Linked DNA regions of Athene noctua: region 1 is linked to region 2. Evidence: chromatin contacts called from public Hi-C data. All regions are on one chromosome and are shown on one strand. The core of a region is the stretch at or near the end of the contact, and the rest is flanking DNA. Distances in the headings are between cores, read along the strand shown. Region 1 holds the start of KLHL12 (kelch like family member 12). Region 2 holds the start of LGR6 (leucine rich repeat containing G protein-coupled receptor 6).

Region 1 (3,027 bases), core at 424-2,923, 170 kb after region 2:
ATGCAAAATATATACATTATATAAAAATACATAAAATATATAGTATATAATATTCTAATAAATATAATATATTAAATATGAGAAATTATAAAAATATAATATTATGGAATATATAATGGAATATATATAACGTGGAGAGCAACTCAATATATCTGTCAACATTCAAAAATCAAGACTGCAAACCTATTTCATAAACATACAGTATAAAACTAATTTTTGTGTGGTATTTTTCATCCTTTGTGACATAAAGTTTAATTTCAATATGCAATTTTTACTGTGACTACCTTCGTTTTCCCCAGATGTAAAAGAACATCTTGAAAAAAATACAGAGTCATGGTTTTAAACGGGTCTTCAACACTGTCTAGAGATTTCATATATAACCTTGGAAAATCAAGACGAGGTGGATGCAGAGACTGATTTGATGTGTCTTGGGAAATGAGGAGCACATGGCATGAATGTAAGCGCTGTGCAGGCATATGCTGACTTTTTATCTCCATTAGTCCAGGCTGCATCTCTCATGGACTGACAGCCTGTTCTGACACTCTGCTCAAACATCCCTCTTGATTTTAAGCTCCAAGAGGACTGTATGCTGATATAGTCTGACATAGCGTCTCACTTACTGGTACCTGCCTCCAGCACGATAATTTCTGCTTGAACTGGATCTAGAGAAAGAGATGCTGCATACTGATTTAAAGATCCGACATGGCAGAACATCTGCCAGCTCTGAAGGTAGTGGTTAACTGCCCTTCTGGCTAAACACTGATTTCTCATCTCTAGCTGCTGGATTTTGCCAATCCCTTGCTTGCTAGATTAGTACAACTTAAGGTCTAACAAATCCTCCAATCTCTCGTTTCACACGCAGTCTCAAAGCAGACTGATCCTACCTCTCTTGAGGAGGAAGTTTATGATTAATGATCAGCCAGGATAGTATCTTAACCTCCGTGTACAGATTTCTTAACTCAGAATTTGTTCTACTTTTAACTGAGTATTTATGTCAGCTCACTAACAGCGACTCTATACCAACCACCTGACTATATGTATAGCTTTAAGTTTTAAAATTAATTTCCAGGCACTCGGCAGCATGGAAATGAGCTTGAGGGCAGGGGGAGAGCGGAGGCGGCAGCCACCATGAGCTCAGGGTTGTCAGCTGGAGGCGATCTGCCGGAGATGTTGAGTTGTGTGTGTGTGGGAAGAGCTCAAAAATAGCGCTCGTTTAAAAATCCTAGGATTTTAAAGAAGTCTTCTGGGGCCTCGCTCCTTGTTTGTCTCCAGCAGCCCTGGCAGGGCCAATTCCAGGGTGTTCACCCTCGAGGAGTGACAAAAATGGGAAGGCAGAGCACGACCCGTGTCCGGCAGTGTGTGAGGGATCTGCCCGTGCTCCCAGGTCCATCCCCTGGGTCAACTAGAAGGCACCGTTCCCTCGAACCTCCCCAGACCTCAGCAAGCCCGAGCCGCTCCTGCCGCTGCGGGCCCGGGCACCCGCCCCGCCGGGCTCAGCCTCCGCACCGCTTCCTCCCGCTTCTCTGCGGGAGCGCTCAGCCGGGCCCCGGGCCCGGTGAGGCGGCGGAGGCCGGCGCTGCCCGGGGGGGGCCCAGGCCGGGCCGGGCCGGGGCGGCGGCAGGAGCCCGTTGCCCGGCAACCGCGAGGCACCAGGGGCGGGGTCGCGCGGCGCAATGACGCCATCAGAGCGCGCCGCGCGGGGAGAGGGAAGGGCGGGGGGAGGCGAGGTGCGCGGGCCGGGACCTCTCCCCGCGGCGGTGAGTGCGGCCGGGCCGCTCCGGGCGGGCGGCGCTGCCGCGTTTCGGCGGGGGGGGAACGGCGCCGGGGCGGGGAGGGGTGGCGGGGCTGCGGGCGGCCTGTGGCGGCCGGCGCGGCGCAGGGCGGGGGCGACCCGGGCGGGGCAGGGAGACAGAGAGGGAGGGGCGGCGCGGCGCGGCGAGAGGGCGCCCCCTGGCGGCGCGGCGGGCGGGCCGTGACATGTGGCCGTGCTGGCTGTGCCCGCAGGTGCCGGGCGCCATGGCCCCCCCCAAGGACATCATGACCAACTCGCACGCCAAGTCCATCCTCAACGCCATGAACGCCCTGCGGAAGAGCAACACGCTCTGCGACGTCACCCTCCGCGTGGAGCACAAGGACTTCCCGGCCCACCGCATCGTCCTGGCCGCCTGCAGCGACTACTTCTGCGCCATGTTCACCAGCGAGGTCGGTGTGCCCCGAGAGCGCGGGCTGCCGCCGGCCCTGGGTGCTCCGCGGGTGGAGGAGGCAGGGCTGCCCAATGCTTGGGCTGCTCTCTGTCAAGCTGCTTAGCAGCTGGGCCTGGATCCCCTTGTGGCGATCCTGGAGCCTTTGGGATCCCCCCATGGTGGCCCAGGGTCTCTCTGGAGCTCCTCTTGGTGGCCCAGGATCCCCTCGTGGTGGTCCTGGAGCCCTCTGAATCCTCTCTGGTGGACCTGGATCCCATCGCGGTGATTCTTGGTCTCCTCATGGTGGCCCCAGAGCCCTTTATCGTGGCATGGTGGGAGTTAGAGGCTGCAGTTGGGACCGTGGTCCTGAATCATTGTCTGCTGCATGACCAACGTCTGCACCAGAGAGCTGCCAGGCTGAGCTAGCAAACTGAAAGGCTCTGATATATCTACTGATTTTTTAATTTTTTTTTTTCTAGTTGTGTCTTATGGTCTTCATGCTTCTGGGCATCTTTATTGCCAAGGGTGCCAGCCCTAGTGCAAGGCTGTTCAAGCTGTGGTGTGTGCCTTAGACCGGGTGGTGAATTAAGGCAGCCCTTTAAAACTGAAATGGAGGGTATTTCACTCATGTTCTGGTCTCTGTTTCGCACTGCCTGATTAGCTGGTACGTGTTGGGTTGTGCTGTTGCTCTCGTGAAGAAGATGTAGCCTCCAGCACTGGGGTTGGGGGTGAGACTATAAGCCCCTGGTTACTCTACTTGGCGAGTCTCGGCTGTGAGGACATTTGCTTTCACAGTACTTGCTGTATTCACTCGCAGTACCTGCATGCTGTTTTTCTGAATCAC
Region 2 (2,935 bases), core at 420-2,919:
CTGACTCAAAGGCCTCAAGGCACCCCAGCCCCAGGTTAGCTGGAGCTTTTTGAGTCTCCCACTTTGCAGGCTCACCTTCCTGACCCCAGATAACTCCCCTGCCTTTTTTGTGCTGAAAGAACGGGGGTATCAATTAGGAAACTCTTTTGCCAGAAGGGCATTCAGGAGAAGCAGGGCCATTAAAATTATCTCCCAGTCTCTGCTTCAGCCATGCAACATCTTACCATGGCATGACCACAGCCAGAGGGGTAACTTTGTGGGTGCACTTTGCAGCCACCCAAAACTGGGCCCTTCTTTCTCTGCACCATTCACTCCCTCCAGCAGTGGCTGGAGGGGAGGCGGAGGGAGGGACACACACACCTAAAGCCCAGTGGTCAGTTGTCTTCAGAGTGAGAGACCCGTGTTCAGCTGCTGTCCCCATTACAAACAAGATGCCTGGCCCTAGAGAGAGACGCAGCATGGTTCAAGCTGTGGGGCCAGACTCAGGCCCTGTCACTGAACCCACTGCCATAGGAGGACATCAGTCACCCCAGCCAGGGACATCATGGTGACCCTGAGCAGCCAGTGGCTGTCATCAGGAGGGAGGAGCAGAGAGGCCACACAGAGCTGGCCTTTGCAGGCTCTGCCATTGCTGATCCAGCAGCCTTTTCTCAGCAGGTGCTTCTGCTGCCCCAGAACTCGGTAGCTCCTCGACACCCAAGCAGCAAGAAATCCTGTTCTGATGCACATCCCACATGTTTCAGGACACCTCAAGGCCCTGGGCTGGACTGCACAGCTGTACCCCCCTTCTAAGCCAGACCTGCTCCCTTCAGCATGATGGGGCTCCAAATGCATGGCTTCACGACCCCACTCAGGGGACTATTCCTCTGCTATGACCTCTGACCACTTTACCCAAGGTTAGAAAGAGCTCTTGGAGCAAACCTGCTTCTGGCATCAATGCTGTGCAGCTCCTGCAAACACAGCTCACACATGCCCCTAACCTTGATCTGGGCAAAACTGTAGCAAGCAGCACAGCTGCAAGAGCACCCTGTCCCTCTGTCCTGGAGAGCATTCTGTCGAGGTCAGTGCCACGACATTGCTGCTCCATCCCCCTGCATCTCCCACCCAGCCCCTGCCCAACGCGTGGGGACAGAACGGGGCTGCTTGCGCGGGCGGTCAGACCGCGGGACAGACAGACCTACAGCCCTGGGCACAGCTGCTCCCAGCAAACAGCTCCTTGTGAGCTCCTCACTCCCCTGTCCACAGCTGCACCCTGACTTTCCAGTTGCAGCTGGGTTTAGCAGCCAGCGCAGACACACGGAGTCCTTTATCTGGGGTTATATTTCAGCGTCCCAAAGTCTGGAGCGCTTGAAGTGCTGGTTGGGTACTCCTGCCTCCCTATTTATGCTCCTCTGCCCTGCTATCTTTGCCTTCCCCTGCCTTGCTATCTCACAAAAACATTGTTACAAAACAAGCACAGGTCCCGGAGCTATGAACAGGTCTTTATTTGTTGAGGTTTCTTTTCTTTTTTTTTTTTTTTTTTTTTTTCTCCCCCTTTCTTCCCTTTGAATGAAATTCCTGCCAGCTCTAAGAGAGAGAGAGGGAAAGAGTAGAAAGTTTAACTCCTCCCATTGGAGTGTCTCACGCCCCTGCCCAGCCCTTGAAACCCAATAACCAAGATCATTCAACAATGCCTTCCCTTCTCTGGCTGCATCCTTACCACACTCCGACCTGCAGGAGATACCCTGCCCGCTGCGTGCGAGGCAGCGGGATCGCTCCCCTCCATCCAGCTGAGCCCCGGGGTCAGAGCCAGCCGGCGGCTCCTCGCACAGTCCTCAGGGCTGCAGCCAAAGCCAGGATGGACAAGCTCTTCTTCTGGGGCATTCTTCTGGCCTCCTCTGCCCGCTTCCAGGCGGTGCCTGCAGAGCAAGGTGCTGTGCCCTCGTGCCCACCCCAGTGCCACTGCGAAGAGGATGGCATCATGCTCTCGGTGGATTGCTCCGAGCTGGGGCTTTCAGAGGTCCCTGCCAACCTGAGCCCTCTGACAGCTTACCTGTAAGTACAGCCCTTGCTGTTTCTTTTGCAACACTTTCTCTGGACCCCTTTATCAGCGGCAGCTTTCCTCCAGCTTGGAAGTTTGTGCCACATTTGCCTGAAATTAAATTTCCTCTGGAAATTAGAAACAAAACAACAACAAAAAAGGCAGCTATTACTCCCGGACCTGCCAAGCTGAGCCAGCTCCCCCTCCTCCCTGCGCCCCTCTGCAAATGCTGTTTATATTGCGATGTTATGCATGCTTTGCTTCTTGATTACAGTGGATCAGAGGAGCTGATTTGCTGGGTAGATTCTGATTGTCTGAGAACATAATGGAGTATTTATACTGAGCAATTAGTGCAAACTGCTCTGGGATCCTTCTGTCAAACATTTCAATAGCTGTGATTACTCATGGCTTTCGGAGGTTTAGGTTGAGCTGGCCACCAGCAGTGTCCAAGCTGCTTCTTTAAAAAGAATATTGAAGTCTTATAAGAGGTGTGGGGACTTTGGTAGGTTGTGGTGTTTGGTTTTTTAAAATTTAAAAATTCGTAATTATCTGAATGTTTCCCATCCTTTCTGGCATTAATACCCCAAAGGGTTAAACTACTGCAGGACTGGTGGGTTCATTTCTTGCCCCAGCGATGGTCTCAGTGGTGACTAGTGATGGCTGAGGATGTCCCCAGGGTGAGCAAGGGACTCTGGGGAAGGATCAGGTTTTGTCCAGGAGAGGAAACACCTCTCTCAGGGAGACAGGTTGGCCCTGGCATGTGCTGGGGAAGATGCTTGGTCTCTTTATTTGCAGAAAGTGATGAACCCACCAACTTCAGCTGCACGCCTGGTAAGGACTTTGGCTTTCCCAGCTAGGGATGCTGCTGAGGTGCCACCAAGGGAAGCTGTGTATGCCACGATCTTTGAGAAGAAC

Evidence for each region. A called contact is a pair of places that touch in the nucleus more often than the background predicts.
Region 1: a Hi-C map of heart shows a contact between it and region 2, with 6 times the contacts expected there. The contact joins the promoter of KLHL12 here to the promoter of LGR6 in region 2. A contact is called at or near these places in 2 of 2 Hi-C or Micro-C datasets (heart and liver).

The regions. Positions count from the first base shown.
Region 1 is chr23:2,162,722-2,165,748 of bAthNoc1.hap1.1, forward strand. KLHL12 (kelch like family member 12) reads left to right here and starts at 1,674. Exons shown (of 12, transcript XM_074925715.1): 1 at 1,674-1,757; 2 at 2,005-2,202. The coding sequence starts at 1,674.
Region 2 is chr23:1,990,192-1,993,126 of bAthNoc1.hap1.1, forward strand. It overlaps LGR6 (leucine rich repeat containing G protein-coupled receptor 6), which reads left to right and starts at 1,670. Exons shown (of 18, transcript XM_074925442.1): 1 at 1,670-2,034. The coding sequence starts at 1,670.